Regions from separate parts of the Mus musculus genome. Here regions 1, 2, 4 and 5 are each linked to region 3. A link is a contact called in public Hi-C, HiChIP or PLAC-seq and Micro-C data. All regions are on one chromosome and are shown on one strand. The core of a region is the stretch at or near the end of the contact, and the rest is flanking DNA. Distances in the headings are between cores, read along the strand shown.

What was found. A called contact is a pair of places that touch in the nucleus more often than the background predicts. HiChIP or PLAC-seq counts read pairs in DNA pulled down with a chosen protein or histone mark.
Region 1: a contact with region 3 is called in a Micro-C map of embryonic fibroblasts, with 3 times the contacts expected there. The contact joins the enhancer-like site here to the promoter of St8sia2 in region 3. A contact is called at or near these places in 1 of 39 promoter capture datasets (cranial neural crest), 4 of 484 Hi-C or Micro-C datasets (Sertoli cells, embryonic fibroblasts and nephron progenitors), 5 of 115 datasets of contacts at active chromatin or transcription factors (embryonic limb bud, embryonic stem cells, forebrain and 1 more) and 1 of 9 other capture datasets (pancreatic islet).
Region 2: a contact with region 3 is called in an H3K4me3 HiChIP or PLAC-seq map of forebrain, with 3 times the contacts expected there. The contact joins the enhancer-like site here to the promoter of St8sia2 in region 3. A contact is called at or near these places in 1 of 39 promoter capture datasets (cranial neural crest), 7 of 484 Hi-C or Micro-C datasets (embryonic stem cells, forebrain and nephron progenitors) and 9 of 115 datasets of contacts at active chromatin or transcription factors (craniofacial prominence, embryonic forebrain, embryonic hindbrain and 5 more).
Region 4: a Hi-C map of uterus shows a contact between it and region 3, with 2.6 times the contacts expected there. The contact joins the enhancer-like site here to the promoter of St8sia2 in region 3. A contact is called at or near these places in 2 of 484 Hi-C or Micro-C datasets (myocytes and uterus), 7 of 115 datasets of contacts at active chromatin or transcription factors (craniofacial prominence, embryonic forebrain, embryonic hindbrain and 4 more) and 1 of 9 other capture datasets (embryonic stem cells).
Region 5: a Hi-C map of cortical neurons shows a contact between it and region 3, with 1.8 times the contacts expected there. The contact joins the enhancer-like site here to the promoter of St8sia2 in region 3. A contact is called at or near these places in 1 of 39 promoter capture datasets (cranial neural crest), 1 of 484 Hi-C or Micro-C datasets (cortical neurons) and 8 of 115 datasets of contacts at active chromatin or transcription factors (embryonic forebrain, embryonic hindbrain, embryonic limb bud and 4 more).

What each region holds. Positions count from the first base shown.
Region 1 is chr7:74,170,685-74,174,003 of GRCm38.p6, forward strand. No RefSeq gene overlaps it. Among named protein-coding and RNA genes, the nearest start is that of St8sia2, 160 kb to the left of the region's middle. Within about 2 kb of position 1,992, at least 39 of the 459 cell types and tissues checked have an H3K27ac peak or open chromatin away from gene starts, as enhancers often do. A contact at or near this core is called in embryonic fibroblasts and embryonic limb bud, where this site is marked.
Region 2 is chr7:74,238,875-74,241,996 of GRCm38.p6, forward strand. No RefSeq gene overlaps it. Among named protein-coding and RNA genes, the nearest start is that of St8sia2, 230 kb to the left of the region's middle. Within about 2 kb of position 1,762, at least 23 of the 459 cell types and tissues checked have an H3K27ac peak or open chromatin away from gene starts, as enhancers often do. A contact at or near this core is called in neural tube, where this site is marked.
Region 3 is chr7:74,011,923-74,015,005 of GRCm38.p6, forward strand. It overlaps St8sia2 (ST8 alpha-N-acetyl-neuraminide alpha-2,8-sialyltransferase 2), which reads right to left and starts at 1,760. Exons shown (of 6, transcript NM_009181.2): 1 at 1,475-1,760. The coding sequence starts at 1,572.
Region 4 is chr7:73,770,041-73,773,525 of GRCm38.p6, forward strand. The region is part of intron 2 of Fam174b (family with sequence similarity 174, member B); the gene reads left to right. Among named protein-coding and RNA genes, the nearest start is that of Gm30236, 8.8 kb to the right of the region's middle. Within about 2 kb of position 1,456, at least 27 of the 459 cell types and tissues checked have an H3K27ac peak or open chromatin away from gene starts, as enhancers often do. A contact at or near this core is called in uterus, where this site is marked.
Region 5 is chr7:74,265,397-74,268,758 of GRCm38.p6, forward strand. No RefSeq gene overlaps it. Among named protein-coding and RNA genes, the nearest start is that of St8sia2, 250 kb to the left of the region's middle. Within about 2 kb of position 1,320, at least 2 of the 459 cell types and tissues checked have an H3K27ac peak or open chromatin away from gene starts, as enhancers often do. A contact at or near this core is called in cortical neurons, where this site is marked.

The DNA of each region.
Region 1 (3,319 bases), core at 742-3,241, 160 kb after region 3:
GGCCTCCACAGGCATGACTTATAAAAGATTATTTATTTTTATGTGTGCATGGATGCGCATGCTTGTGTGAGTTTATGTGTACCACATGCAAGCAGGTGCCCGAGGAGGTCAGAGGCGTCAGGTAACATCATGTTACCAGTTATGAAATCCTAGATGTGAGTGCTGAGGACTAAAAATGCTGGATCCTTTGCAAAATCAGTAAGTGCTCTCAACTGCTAGGCTTCTTTCCAGTTCCCTATAGGTCTAATTTCTAATGACCATGTGATGTTCTCTGGGTGCTTAGCATTTGGTTGCTAAGAACCATTCACCTGTAGGTGAATTCAGCCATATGCATATCACCCTTCTTCATTTTCTTAGGATGGATCCAGTATAGTGAGTTTTGGATAAGGAGAAGGATATGATGATGAAGATGATGATAAAAGTGATAATGTTGATGATGATGAAGAGGAGGAGGAGTTTCTCTTTTCTTGATCTCCAGTTTTTTCCTTCAGGGAAAGGACTAGCTATGCATTCTGTACCAGAGTTCTGTACAGTGGAGAGGCTGGGGAGATCGCACAATGGTTAAGAGCATCTCCTACTCTTTGAAGAACCTGGGTTCAGTTCCAAGCACCCACACATTGGCTCACACCACCTATAACTCTAGTTCCATGGGGATCTGGCTCCCTTTTCTGTTCTCTGTGGGTACCAGTCATGCACGTCATACACAAACACACAAGCAGACTGTCACTCATACACACAAAATAAAAATGTATAAATATTTAAAAATAAATAGATAAATAAATCCGGGGGAGCATTGAAGAGCTGAGGTCCTTGTGGCTGGGCCCTGAACAACCTGTGACAAGTAGAGAGACATTGGCCTTAGTACAGGACTTTGTCCTGTAAGCCCACAGATGACAAAGGATTAAGATGATGACTCTCAGTACTACATAACCTGCTCCAAAGAAGCCTGATAGTCAAACATTTGCTGCCTTGAGGTCCAGTCTGGAATGCATTTTAAAGCATTTTCAAGCCTTTTAGGAAGACAAGAGGATATAACTAACAAGCCAACACGCGTGTCTGGCTGTGGCCTCGCCTCCATGTTGATCTGTGAAGACAACTACACTTAACTGGCTTACCCTCACCTCATAATGCTCAATTTTTTGACCAGTACCTTGCACATGCTTTTGAGTACTTCCCCAATCAGAAGCCATTGTTCTTTTCTTGTACTTGCAAGTGGGCAAGGTCAGAACTCAGGAGATCTGCTGCTCTTCGAACTACAGCCAAGGAAGGAGGTAATGACACAATAGAAAGTGACTTTTACAGAAATTAGACTTGAAAATTAGAGACCATAACCCCAAATTCATAAAACAATCTCTGGTACATTGACTTCTACATTTTAGGGATATGTGTGCATTTGGTTCTGAGGAATCAAACCTATAGCCACATGTATGCTAAAAACATTCTCTACTACTGAGTCACACTTTTCACCCCTGTTTTAACCATGTATCTTACATAATTAGAAATTATATTGTGCTAATATAGTGTTTTTGTTTTAGTCTACTATAATCATCTCTGCCTCTGTCTCTCTGTCTTTCTCTCCTCTCTCTCTCTGTCTGTCTGTCTGTCTGTCTGTCTGTCTCTCTCTCTCTCTCTCTCTCTGTGTGTGTGTGTGTGTGTGTGTGTGTATATGTATGTCTCTCTCTCTCTCTCCACTCTAGTCCATAGACTACTGATTCTCAAATGTGGACCCTGGGCCAGAAACAGAAGTATCACTTGGAAGCTTATTAGAAACACAAATTCCTAGTCTCAGTCCAGATCTATTGAGCAAGAACCAAAAGCTTAATCAGCCTGTAGGCTACCACATGTACCACGTTTAAGAAGGCTGTTGTATGAAACAGCTCTAATGTGTGGGCATTCTGAACCCTGCTACCCAAAGCATGGGCCTCAGAGCAGCAAGTAGCAGTCATATGGGAGCTTGTTAAAATGACTGTACCTCACGTCTGTCCCCAGAGCAGCTGAGTCAGAACTACTTGCATCTTGCTCTCTATAAACTCTGAATAGGCAGGCTTGGAATGTGCCTCCTTAATTCCTCAGCCATGTGAACTTTGAGGCAGGATACACTTGGAGGAAAAAAAAAAAAAAAAAGCAAAGCTCTATTTGAAATCTCAGTGCTTTAAAAGTAGACATTAAAAGCAAACTTTAAAAACCACATCATTCTGTAAACATAACATAAGCTATGCATCAATCATAGCTCTCATTTATTGGTGGGGGAAACACCAAGGAGGAGACAGATGCGGTGATTGGCAGGAGGGTGAGCTGATAGTTCCTGTAGAAGCCAGGATGTGGCTCTTCTGTGTCCCGCCCACTTTGCCTGGTGAATACACTCAGAACACATTCCAATCTTAAGAACTTTAGGTAACTGGAGAGCAAACTGAAATCCAATCTGGGTGCATTCCTTAACATATGTAGATTTGTCTCCCTAGCTCTGTTTTTTGGAGCTTGGCTAATATTTTATCATGTAATTACCACTTTCTTCTTAAATATGTGACTCTAAAACTATTAGCTGCCTTATGAGGTGTGACTTCATCTTGAATGTGGAATTTCCCCCCCCCCCCTGGGCCATTATGTTTCCAGCTTTGCCCAACACCACTGATTCTTCACATTACAGCCCTCGAGAACTGTCAAACACACCTGGAGCTGTTAATGTCTTAGGTGTTATTTGATCGGAATCAGCTGCTGTTTCTCAGCCTTGGAAGTTAAGCTTAATGGAGAAGCAGGAAGCAAGGGAGAGAAGGGGGGAAGGGAATGAATGCCTTTGAGCTGCTGCCTGGGTCTCTTGTCTTGCCTTTGTGTGTGTGTGTGTCTTTTCTTTTTTTTCTTTTTTTCCTTTTTTTAGCTTAATCTGCATGTGAACTTGGCTTCAATCTTCTCTGTGAAGGCAGCTTTGTGTCAAAGCGAGGCTGATAGATCCCTACCTGTTAGGAGCTAAGCTGCCAGCACAGCTCCATGTCCCGACTCTTCTGTCCAGCTGTCCTGGCTGACATTCATTTTCTGGAAGGAACAGGTTTCATTCTGTACCTGTTACTGATGTGTCAGTCAGCTAGCTGCGTGCAGCCTCCGAGCTATTACCAAAAGAGGAGAAGAGGAAAAAGGCACATTGCACTTTTAAATTACATTTCAGGCTAAACGAGCTCGTTACTTCCAAAGTAAGATGAAATACAATATAATTTTGGCATGTGCCTTGGCAGCTTCTTCCTTTTCAAAAGAGTTCTGTTGGTACTTGGGGAATGATGGATAAGCGGTGGGAAGAGAGACTCGGCTGGTTCGGCACCACCAAGAT
Region 2 (3,122 bases), core at 512-3,011, 230 kb after region 3:
TGAAGGGCTGATGCTGATATCTTGCTGTGATACTCAACTCAGCTTTGTAAAATGTGACCCCTGGGGACACTAAGTAAGTGCTACATGGGACTTCTGCTGTTTCCTACAACCCCATGTGAATGTATAACTCTATCAAAATAAAAGGTATAATTTAAAGAAAAGAAGGCACAGAAGTGCACATTATCTTTTAGAAAGCTTTCCATGAAAAATGCTAACAATAAAGAGAGATTTTAGGCAGCTTGGGAAGCTGGTGGCTATTTTAACCCAGTTCTCAAGGTCTCTTGAGAACCAGGGGTTTTTGTTTTGGTTTGTCCTAATGATGTTCAGAATCAAAGTGTTTTCTAGCCCGAATAACACTGGAAATTTTAGGAGTGCAGTTGCTATTAGAAACTAATTGTCACCAGAGAGAAAAAGGAGAATGTGTCCAGGAGAGTGTGATGTCCTTGGCTTTGAATTCTAGCCCAGCACAATGACCCGATGACCCCCAGCAGGCTGGCATCTTGCAGGTATTCACAGGAAAATCTCCACTTACGCACCAGGTAGTGAGGTCTGCTTTTCATGTTGCCCAGCCAATCCCACCTTGTTCCCAGCTGTGTGCTCCACACATAAGAGCATTGCTTTCCTCATTATATGTTCAATGAGTGATAGAAACTTAATCCCATGAATTTTGAAAGGCTGCTCATAGTGAATGTCTGCAGGAGATTTGGATTAAGCATTCAATGCCCGAGTTTTTCACTGATTTATGTGTGTGTACATGTGCCCATGTATGTTGTGCTGCACGTGTGGAGGTCAGAGGACAGCTTTGTGGAACTGCTTCTCTTACCACCTTCATGTGGGTTCCAGAGACTGAACCTGGGTTGTCAGGCTTAGTGGCAAATATTCTTGCCCACTGAAGCATCTCACTGGCCCAAGAACTAGACATTTAACCATCATATTTAAACCTCATTACAATATTTGGGTGAGCACCTTGTTATTTGATAAATTAGGAAAATGTGTGTATTAGGAATGCAAAGAAGGTTTCCCATGAACACTGCAAGTAGATGGAGAAGCAGGGAAGAAAGAAAGCAACCAGCCATGCCAGTTTATCTGAGATTCAGGGGTTGTGAGGCTTTTGGTGCCAATAGTAGAAAAGTCTGGTCACTCCTGATAGAATGTCATCTCTGAGTTCATGTGGCTTCAGAGTTTGTATTCTTTCTGCTGCCCTTTGCCACCTCCCAATTCCTTAGAGACCAGAAAGGATTGTAAGCATCAGCGAAAGCATGTCAAATTGGGATTTCTAAAGAGGGAAGTAGGAATAACGATGCTACTAGGAGCAACGAGAGAAAGTGGTAGGCAAGGAAACCTGTATTTATATTCTATTCTGTTCAGTTTCAAAAATAATTGGCGAATAGAAAGAAAGACAGGCAAGCAATTAAGCTTGAAATGTATTCAAATGAGAAAACAAGGGAGAGGAGAATGGAATTTGTGTGTTTTAAATTGCTTATGAAGTTTTTAATAAATAATGTGTGGCCCTCAAAAAAATAAATGCTAATGAATGAGATCTGGAGGGTTGGCTTGCTGGAGGATTGGAGCTCATCACAAGCAGAGCATCAATCCAGAGACTGGATGAATTAATGTCTCTGCATGCAAGAGCGTGCCTGCCTCCTCAGGATTGCAGCACACACAGATTTAACCTCTCTTCTCTCTGTAACCTGCTCTCTGAATAGATGTTCACTCTGCTGGAAAAGTGTGATATGATCCTTGGGGAGGGGAGTAACACAGGAGGCAAGATGCAGAACTAGCAGTAGCTTGGCAGATGCCAGATCTGGTGACCACTGGAGCAGAGTTGGGGAGCAGATGTTATGTTACCATAGCAACTGGTGGGCAGCTCCAAATGAAGAAGGGACTCAATTTCCAAGGACTGAGACCTGAGGGAGACTTTGAACCCTGCCTGTCTCTAGAGCTCTCTGGCTTTGGAAATGTTGGGAGCAAACGAGGAAGCAAGAAGAGACTCTCACAGGCTTCCTCCTTCCCCGCCCCCTTCTCTCTCCTCATTGCTACTGTGCTGTACATAAAGGAGAAAGAAAAAAAAATCTTATTTTAATACCAACCTTTGTTGGGAAGGATGCTCCCAGCTGTGAATTAATGAGATGCTTTGCCTTGCCTCCAGGAGAGGAGGTGAGGATCTTCTTCCCAGTCAAACTGGTGCCACCCACCTCCCTCCTCCAGTGTCCTTCACTTCTCAGCTTCTGTTGTTGGTGACTGAATATGCCACATTACAGAATGACTGCTAGTAGCGCACAACCTTCCTATTGTTCCCCCTTTCTGCACCAGACTGCCTCATTGTGCTTTGAATTAATTTTTTACTAGGAAAACCCTAATTATCATGTGAACACCACAATTACCTTACATTCTGGTTTTTATGTCAAAAGCCTTAATTAAAAAATGCAAACAGCTAAAATATTTCTTGATATGTTCACCCCTTCTTGGCATTTCTTATTTTTCCAGTGGATCTCGAGCACCAGAAAAGAAACATCCCATACTAGCCTCCCTTGACCTCTGAAGGGTCCTTGAATCTTCATGACCAACTAGAAAAAACAAAGGCTGTGTGGGAGGGAAGGCTCTGCAGAGTCCCTGAATCTCAGTTGCTATTGCTAAAGCTGGGCTCTCAAAAAGCAATCCATGAGTGTGCCATATGGAAATGTGAAGTTTTCTATTATTTTTCGTCGTATCCTACAAAAACTCATTTTCTCAGTCTGTACAGTGTTCATAATATGGTCATCAATGGTCCATATGCATGTATTTACAATTTTAAGCTTTGTAAGGATTTGTGGAGGTTTGAGCCTAGAGCCTTTGTAAAGACAGTTTTAATACATATACCAATCAACTCGGTTATTTAAACATATAATTCAGGGGCTGAAGATGTGGCTCAGTGGTTAAGAGCACTGTTCTTGTAGATAGCCTTAGTTTGGTTCTTGGTACCTACATCTTATGACTTACAACTGCCTGTAACTCTATCCATGGGATCTGACACCCTCTTCTGGCCCCTGTAGGAAGTTGCATGCATGTAGTATACATAACCACATGTAGGCACATATGTACACACAAATTCATACACACACAAATAAATAGAATAAAATAAA
Region 3 (3,083 bases), core at 510-3,009:
CTGTCTCTGCCGAGAAGCTGGCGGCACAGAGTGTATTAACTGAACATTAAGTGAAAGTTTTCGGAGTTCTTGGGGAAACCGAGGACGAGAGGAATGAAGCAGAGAGGGACTCTTGAAACATAGTGGAGTCCATAGAATGGTTTGTGGGGTTACAGAAAGGGACAGTGAGTGGGAGAGAGAAAGCAAAGGGTAGGAAGAGGCACCTGCTATTAGGTTAGGGTCCCTAGGGCCTCAGCATCTTGGATTCTGGACTCTCTCTGTTTTGGAGGGATCTGAAGGCAGGACCCATCCATTCTCTGTTCTTATATCCTTACGAACGAAGTTGGACAAAGGAGGGGCGCACGCAGCACAGGACGCTTGTTTGATTGAGCTTGGCTCCTCACTAATCCCACAGAGAATCAAATCCGCCTCCTGTGCTCTCAGGGACCTCACCCTTTTACTGAAGGCCACCTCAGAGCCTTGCTGCCTTCCTACATGTTCCACCACGGTTTGGAGGCTCCGGACATGGGTCGGGCTCCGCGTGCAGAAGACTGTAGGATCGGGAGCCAGCTTCAGCCCACGGGACACCCTGATTGATGAGCCCAGCTCAGTTAGACAGCTCATTCCAAGAAGTCCCGAACCAGGCACAGCTGGAGGTGTGGTCCCGCCTACCTCTGAAGAGATAGGGACAAGCTGAGATCGCGCGCTCCTGGGGACCCCGAAGCCCACCGGGCGGCGTTGGAGACTTTCCGACAACCTCCCCGGGTCTTGGCGCCGGCTGTGAGCGCTCAGCAACCTGGGGTTGCCTGGGGCCGTCGCAGGGTTGTCAGAGCACCCAAAGCCAGGGGAGAGCCCTGGTCTCCAGCACCGCGCGCCACACCTTTAGCGGTGCTACCCCCCACGCCCGGATCCTGGGCTGGCCGGCGGGAGGCGTGGGTGCGTACCGGTGTGTTCAGGGCACATTCCCCTTCCCAGGAGTCGGTACGGAGCCCTTCCCACTCATCTCCCGCCAGGGGATTCCCCTCCCCCAGCTCAGAGATCCCCCGCGCGCCCCCTGCCCACTTTGCCAAGGCGAGAAAACGGCCGAGCCGGAGACAAAGAAACTCCTGCCTGCCTCCACTCTCCGTCCTTCTACCCGCCCGAGACACTCCCCGGCGCCCTCCCTCGACCCCGGCGACACCGCGCGCGCACACGCCGGGGGAAGGGACTAGGGGACAGGGAGCAGGGTGGGTGAGTCCGCTTTCCCCACGCCGCGCGGCTACAGCTGCCCGTGCACCCCGCCCGGGGACGCCCCTCGGCAGCCGCGCCCCCATCATCCACTCCCTAAAGCGTCCCGGGCCCCTGACACTGCCACCCCCAGCCCAAACCGCCGGCACTATCCCTCCAGCTGAGCGACAGGGGGGCGCGGCGCACACAAAGCGGATGGGGAGTAAGGAGCCCAGGGGAAGAAGAGATCCCGCCGGGGATGGGGCACGGGCTCAGGGAGGCTATTTACCCGATTTCTTCTTCGATCTCTGAGATGTCTGCGAAGATGAGGAAGACCACGAGCAGCGTAAGCGCGGCCAGCATCCAGCTCCGGAACTGCAGCTGCATGGTGGGGTCGGTGCCCTCCGGGACCCGCGCGCGGGCCGGGGCGAGGAGCTGGGGCTGAAGGAGCCTCCGCGCTCCACGCGCAGCAGGGCACACACCCTGCGCTCCGGGCGAGTCCTGGCCGGCGGCGGCCAAGGCGACAGCAGCAGCAACAGACAAGGGTTGCTCTGGCGCGGCGAGCCCGCTCGCTCTCTCTCCGCTCCTGCCCGCCCCTCCCCTCCCCTCCCTCCTTCTCCCCCCCCCCTTTCCCCCCCGCCCCGCACTGGGCTCCAGGCGCAGTTTGACAGCTTTGCTCCGCGCCTTGCCTGGTCTCCTCCCACTAACTCTAGCGGCCACCCACCCGCCTTTGCTTTTCCTGCCCGAGAGGGCTCAGGGAGCTTGCCACTCCCGGCCTAGGAAGGCTGGGCTCCGGCCATCGAAAGCGACCCGGAGACTGAGCTGAGCCAGACAACTCGGAGCACCCGGGGCTGCTTGGCAAACGCCTAGCGTCGCTCGCTCTTTGTCCAGCGCCCTCGCTTCCTCTCAAAGTTTTCCCGACACAAAGACTAGCACCTTGGGGACGGTCTCCGGCGCGCTGCGAGGAGGCGGTATCCTCTGGGCTACGCTTCAGCAGTTGACGAATTGAAAGGGGAAGTGGAAGAGAGGAGGGGAGAAGAAATGGGCAAGAGGGGCCAACTTCACCAGCGATGTTCATGGCAATTGGTGGGCGAGGTGCTCAGCCTGCACAACACCACCTTCTCTATGGGCGGTCATCTCTGTCCATTTATAGACCCAAGCCCGGGAGCATGGAACTCTCGAGTTGTTTGAGGTCATGGCTAGAACCCAGGGATCCCCGTAGTACCTGCTCTACTTCCAAGAGCAGGCATAGTACCCACATTGTGGCTGGTACTGTACGTGCTTCATCCCCTTAGCTCGTGCTCTTTTCTGGTCTAATCAATAAACCCCTGGAGTCCTATCATGATCAAAAGGCCTTCTAGAAAAATACACTTCCCACAAAGGGAGATGCTCCTCCCCCCCACCCCATACCGAACGATTTCCCTGCTTCAGACCCTTTTAGCTCACTTTACCGTTACCTTTTGCCCTGCTGCGTCAAGAGGGAAGAACCCATTCATTAAGTTTTACTAGAACTAGATTACAACACACACACACACTGGATGTAACTTTTCAGAAGAAGCCAGATCGTCCTTTGGTTAGTGAAGGGTCCTAGAGGTTGCTTGTCAGAGGCGTTGAGAATGTCAATGCAGTGCCCTACTGTTTGGGAAGCACCTGTAGATAAACAGAGATGCCCAGTCGGTTGTCCTCCAGAACAACTCCAAGGAGGAGCTAGTAGTTCCCTTAGTGTAGTTCCCGTGTCTCTCCCAGGCCAAGGTGTGAAGGTCTAGGGAGCTCCCCACACTTCTTCATTGAGGAACAGGCTAAAGGGAGTGGTCTCTGCAGGAGGCCTGCTGGGTTTTGTTGCTGTTTTTATTTTTATTGTTGTTGTTGTTGGTGGTGGTACTGGTGGTAGTGGTGTG
Region 4 (3,485 bases), core at 206-2,705, 240 kb before region 3:
CATATATGTGAATACTTGATCCCTAATTGGTGGAACTGTTTGGGAAGATTGAGGAGGTGTGGCCTTGCTGGAGGAGGTGTGTCACTGGGGGTCAACTTTGAGATCACCAGGCCCAGTCAGCTTTCTTCCTGCCTCTGTTTATGGATCAGAAGGGATGGTAGCAGCCTTAACTTCTGGTCAATAGCTGACTACTGAGTGGAGTTGGCTGGTGGGTTTTGCTGTATGGAGTTTCCCCTCGGTCTCTGAGTGTTCGTTACCTTTGAATTTTCTTTCTTTCCCTTGCTCTGTTAGGCAGGACATGCCTTCTCCTTTAACCGATTAAAGTGGTAAATCTGTATTTATTAAATTTCTAATATTTCTCCAGTTCAGGATTCTGGAGAGGGAGACAGCTTGGTCATGTGTTATCTTTCTGCGTGAACTGTCTTATACAAGGCTTTCCTTCTCTCTAGGGAGTGGTAACTGGCTGTTTGTTTTTTTTCTGTCTCGTTATTAGTTTGTCAGGCTTTGTTAAAAGTTATGGTGGCCTCATAAAACGAGTAGGGCAGGCTTCCTTATTTTCCTTTTCTGGACTAGTTTGGATCAGATCGGAATCACTTGTTTTCTAAGTGTTTAGTAGAGCATATCAAAAAACTGGCTGGACCTGAGCAGCCTGTGTGGAGTTTTTAGGGTCAGTGACATTCATTTCCTTGAATAGTTTTTAGAATATTCAGTCTTTACTTCTTCCTGGGTCAGTTTTGATCAGAAGCAGTTTTAGGGCATTTTGTCTATTCCCTTTAAAGTTTACAAACCTGTTGTTGTTGTGTAGTTGTTCCCAACATCATTCTTTAATCTTGTAAACATTTGTAATGTGAGCAGCTATGGTCTTTCTTTTCCTCTTTGAAAGAGAGGGTCTTTGTGTAGCCCTGGCTGGCCCGGAACTTGCAGAGATCCACTTGTCTCTTCCTCCCAAATGCTGGGATGACTTAATCCCTTGGTGTGTGCCACTATGTCTCCCTCTCTCGTATTTTTAAAAAATATTTATTTTATGTATATGAGTATACCATAGCTGTCTTCAGACACACCAGAAGAGGGCATCAGTTCCTATTACAGATGGTTGTGAGCCACCATGTGGTTGCTGGGAATTGAACTCAGGACCTCTGGAAGAGCAGTCAGTGCTCTTAACCACTGAGCCATCTCTCCAGCCCCCCTCTCTTGTATTTTTAATACTATTTTCCCCCCTTTCCCCCTTGCTCAGTCTTGCAGGAAGTTTCACTTCGTCACCGGTGCACGGGATTCATCTTCGAGCCTCTCCGATAGCCTCGGTGATGGTCGGTTTTGAGTTGGTGTCTGTATCTGGTCCCCCAGCTTTCTTTGAGCACATTCCATTCCTCCACTTCTTCCTCTGAGTGCATAGCCCCTTCTGTCGTTGTCAGCCTCCCCAGCTGGAATCAGCATTTGTTCTGTGGTAGCCTGTGTCAGAGCCTCCCGCAGACATTCAGGACGACTGCCAGACCCTGCTTGCCCTGCCTCCCCTTGGTGTCCAGGAAGGACTGAACTTCGGGGGCTCCCCACGGGAAGCTCCTGCTGTTTGTGGTTGAAATGAGGATGTGAATGAACTTGGAGCGAGTCAGTCAGGCACAAGGCCAGTCCAGTCCAGAGAAGACTGACTGCTGCGAGGCTCAGAAGTGTTCCCTAATGTACAGGTGTATAGAAACTAGAGATGAGAAAGCAGGGGTAAGCGCGGGGGTGGGGGATGAGATGGCTGTCATCTCACTACTTAGCAGTAGCCACTAGAGAGAGTGCGAGTACACATCTGTGGGCGTTGCTTTCTCTGTTGAAAAAGGCCCAAGTTACAAAGGCCGATTTATGGCACTTTCTCCCCTGAATGTCATATTGTGAACAGCTTTTTTTTTTTTTTAAATGTCAATAAGTATGAAAGAATGAAGGTTTTAAGGTCACCTTTTATTTCTACATAAGTTTTTTTTTTTTTTTTTTTTTTTTTTTTTTTTTTTTTTTTTTTTTTTGCGGACCCGTCTGCACACTGATAACTTATTCACAGAGTCTAGGTTTTCCTGTCCACCAAATGTTTCTGGCTTCCCCCAGGAAGCACACAAATTGAACTCGGATGTGAATGATTCCTGCCTTTGGGTTATTTTATGACGGAGTGGAAAGAGGAACATCGAGCTTGGCCCCAGGGTGGTGAGGTGGGTCCCGATATTGGTCTCTTATTGGACGTGTAACTTTCTGATCACAATTCGTGAACTGGAACCCGTGCGGGTTGGCCAGGCTTGTTTCCAGTCAGGTAGAGGAGACATCACAGGCCAGAAAGGCTTCTGTGTACAGCACCCCGACCACAATACTGTATCAAACCTAGGACCTCAAGCATTCTGGCCACGCCCTCTGCTGCTGAGCTCCGCCCCCAGCTCAACAGCCTTCACCTTTTCTATTTCTTACTGCTGGGATGCTTTGGTTTGGGAAAAAACGACTGCACGGAGCGCAGAGAGCCCTGGAGTTTTGGAATGGTTCCAGATTTTGGGAGGCGTTTGGATTTCATGTGTGTTTTGAGCTTGGTTGGCTCAGCGCACAGTTGCAGTCAGCGTTTTGGGTCTATGCAAACCCCTAGTTTATCACGGGAGACTTTTGTTCCCTCGAGGCATCTCTGGAGGACAAGCACACATGAGCTTTCCTGCTTGTATGGCAGGCAGCCTGGCAGCTGTGTTGAGTGCAGCCCAAGGTACCCAGCTGCTGGAAAAAGCAACCAAGACACCCAGCTGCTGCTGCCCCTGCCAGCCCCACATCCTGCTGAGATGTGTGTGCAAACAGTGTGGCCCTTCCAGGGTGTGGACTGGCTTTCTCAGCAGGCTTGTTTGCCCCTCTTTTGTGGCTAGAGCTTCCTGTAGGAATATTAGACACCAATGGCATCAACATGGCATAGGAGACTGTGCCTACTTTAATCTCTTGAACAGTCAGGCCGATGTAGAGTCGGTTTGAAGTGGAAGCAGAGCTGACCCCCTCATCTGAGGTTGAGGTCTGGACTCTGAGTGCTCCTCAATTGAAGGTTACATAGCTTTCCGGTGGCAATAGCTTATGGCTGCTTTTCCTTGCTAAGGAGCTTGGGATGGGTAGGTTCAGGGGGCTCCTCTGCCGGCCTCATGTTCCCCAGGGTTTAGCTTTGCTGTTAAAGCAGATGGGGGGCTCGGGTTTCCCCCTGCTCAGCATCACGCCTGTGTATACCTGTGGCTGTCTATTCCTATAGCTATGGGGGTTGGGCGTAATCATGGGGTGTAGGTATAGGCCTTCCAGAGGTTTCCTGTGCTTCTGTGACACTTGTAAGATGAGGGGCCACCTGGGCAACTGCACTTAAACACCCAGGCAGGCGACTGTGCCACACGTTGGTTGTTCAAATTGTATTCCAGTGCTGTGATGGTGTTCATCCATCAGCTCTTCCTGGGGTCCACAGGCCACTGTCACTGGCTGTCATTTGTGGACATTTTGTTTTGGTGTAG
Region 5 (3,362 bases), core at 70-2,569, 250 kb after region 3:
GGGGCCTAGCAAACACATAAGTGGATGGTCACAGTCAGCTATTGGATGGATCACAGGGACCCCAATGGAGGAGCTAGAGAAAGTATCCAAGAAGCTAAAGGGATCTGCAACCCTATAGGTGGAACAACATTATGAACTAACCAGTACCCCGGAGCTCTTGACTCTAGCTGCATATGTATCAAAAGATGGCCTAGTCAGCCATCACTGCAAAGAGAGGCCCATTGGACTTGCAAACTTTACATGCCCCAGTACAGGGGAACACCAGGGCCAAAAAGTGGGAGTGTGGGGGGTAGAGGAGTGGGGGAGGGGGTATGGGGGACTTTTGGGATAGCATTTGAAATGTAAATGAGGAAAATACCAAAAAAAAGGGTCACATCATTACAAAGGTTGAGGACCACTGCTAGAGCATTCTTAGTTAGTGACTGATTGATGTGAGGGGGCCACATTTTAGGTTGTACCATCCCTGGGTTGGTGTTCCTGGATTCTCTAAGAAAGCAGGCTGAGCAAGTCATTAGGAGCAAGCCAATATGTAACACCTTCCCATGGCCTCTGCATGAGCCCCCACCTCTGGGTTCCTGTTGAGTTTGAGTTCCTGTCTTGGCTTCCCTCAGTGGGCTGTGATTCAGGATGTACAAGCCAAATAAACCCTTTCCTCCCCAAGTAGCTTTTTGTCATTGTGTTTCCTCACAGCAACAGTAACTCTAGGACACTACACATTAGTCACTCCTTGCTTATCAGATTTACTCTCACTGTTTTGCAGAGCGAATGTTCGAAGAGTTTGTTTACTTAATAATGGCTCCAAAGCTGATGGCTACCCAGCTAGTCTAAAAAGAAGCTATAATATACTCAGGATGAAATGTGGAATTTTATCATAAGAATGAACATGTAGGAAAGAAATATATGTAGTGTTTCAGGCATCCACAAGGAGTCTTGGAAATGTATCCTTCAAGGCAGGCAAGGGCTGCTGTGTCTGTGCTGGATATAGAGGAGCGAGGGGATTTAAAGCAAGGAGGCAGTGATGCTAGAATTGATATCTGGGAGAGGGGGTTGAAGCTCTGGGCCTTACCATGCTCTACTTGGGTCACCAGGTAAAGACAGAGAACGGCCAGGAACTCAACTCCCAATCCCCAAAGATCCCTGTGAATGTAATCCTGATGGGCCTCTTCCTTTACACAAGTGGATGACAAGAAATAACAATTTCTGGATCAATCTGGGCTTTATTGTTATTTATATTTTCCGGGATCACACTGTGTGAGCATTTAACATTTTACAGACCATGCCAGATTTCCTGGAGTGACTATACTAAATTATGCTCTATCGCTTGCCATGTGGTTTGGCAGGAGAGAGCTTCAGTGTGAATGTTTTGCCAGAAGTTTAGATGAACACTGGGTAAAACCAGGTCTTTTGAAAAGATTGTGTTTGTTTGCTTAGTGAGTCTAAATGTGTGAAGGACCAGGGTGACTTTATCCCAGCTTTTCTGTCAGGTTTACAGGGTCAGGGAGGGCAGTGGTGGTGGCCTCTGGAACTGTGGGATTAAGCACCCCCTTCTACACTCCTGTCCTCCTTCCTGCCCTCACACTATCCCTCCCTCCTCTTTCCTCCTCCCCTTTCTTCTCTTATATACACACACTCACACATGAAAGAGGATATGTATACATGTATATGTCTGTAGTATATGTATATTGTTTATAGATATTTTAAGTTTCTTGATTATGTCTGGGCTGCCTTGGCTTTAAGAATAGAGATACATTAGCTTTGAAATAGTCAGGTCTAACTAACTTTTCATTTATGGATTTTTGCTGATTTTATATCCTTTGACAAATTCTCAATTCATGTATTTTTTCTTTCTCTCTAGTCTTTATGGCTTTCATGCATTTTTATTTATGTAAATTCTACTGGATTTGTCTTTGGCAAGCAGTAATGGATCAAATTTATTTCCAATTTGTTTCTTTGAACTATTAATTGAATTGTCTAATGTTTTTTCTCAGATCTGAAATGCTTTCTTTTAGCTAATATGTTATAGGTCACACATACATAAATGCCTGTTTATGGATATTTTCCTCAGCTTCGATATGCTTTCCTTGATTGGTCGTCTGAGCATGCTACTTTTGAAAGATGGGAGATTTTCATTAACATGTTGATTTTGAGGGTTCCTATTCTTAGCTGTTTTTATCATATTTTTAAAACGTCAATGGTGATGCCTAAGCCCATACTTAATGTATTTTGGGGAAGTATTTTTCAGTTCCAGTAGAAACTGTTGAGGTTTTCATGGAGATTCTGCATTGAACTTACTATTTTATTTGTTGGGGGTGGGGGGAAAATCACATTTTGCCAGCATTTAGTCATCTGATCTAGGGATATGACAATTACCTGTAGTTTTCAAATTGTCACCTTTGCCTTAGAAAATAGTTTATAGTTGTTACGAATCATATGTCTGCTAGGTTTACCCGCAATCATGCTTACAAGTTACATATAACGTCCTGGGTGAGAAAGCATACTTCCTGCAGTAATGGTTGTTAATAAGTATGAAACCCTTCACACATGAATCAGGCAAGTATGGCCTCCTGACAGCAAGTGGAGCATTCATATTTACACACTAACAGAAATTTATCAATGTTTGCTGTGCTCACAGTAGAAGGATGTCCCGATTTAAGCAAATAAGTGAGTACACAGCCCTGAATCCAAGCTCACGCCTGCCGGACAGAAGCATCAGTTCCCCACAACACCAATTCATACAAGCAACCATCAGTATCTACAGGCCAAGCCCCATTTGCCCAGACTTGGGACTTGGTTATTTTTTGGAGGTACATGTTTTAAGACAGGATCTCATGATGCAGCTCAGATTGGCCTTGGAATTTGGAGTCAGTTTTCTCAGCCTCCCAAAGAGCTGCAGACGGTAGTCATGAGCTACCAGGTCAGGAGAGTAACTTTCTATTTAAAGAGAAAAAAGAACCAACACAAGAATCTTTTTGATGAAGTCTCAGTTTGGTTAAGCATCTAGAAGGATTATTAAATGTCTTCCAGAGGTTAAAAAAAAATAGCAGCGTCTTGGGTCTCACTAGTGCTTCCTGGAAGTGTTTTACAGCTCATTTTTAACACAGCTTTGAATTCTCAAAGGTAGGTGTGACCCATCCACTAAGGACAATTCAAGTGTGTACTTGTTCTTACTTCTCCAATTTCTTTGGGTACAAGTTTTTGTTTTTGTTTTTTTTTTTTTTTTCATTATATGAAGAAGAAAACCATGATTGAAGTGTTCCTTCAGGCCGGCAGCCTCTTGCGGTCCTCTCTGGCTGCCATTTTGGGATAGATGGTTCTATTTCCTTTTGTGAAAGGAACAAAGTCAAAACTACTGGCAAGGATAC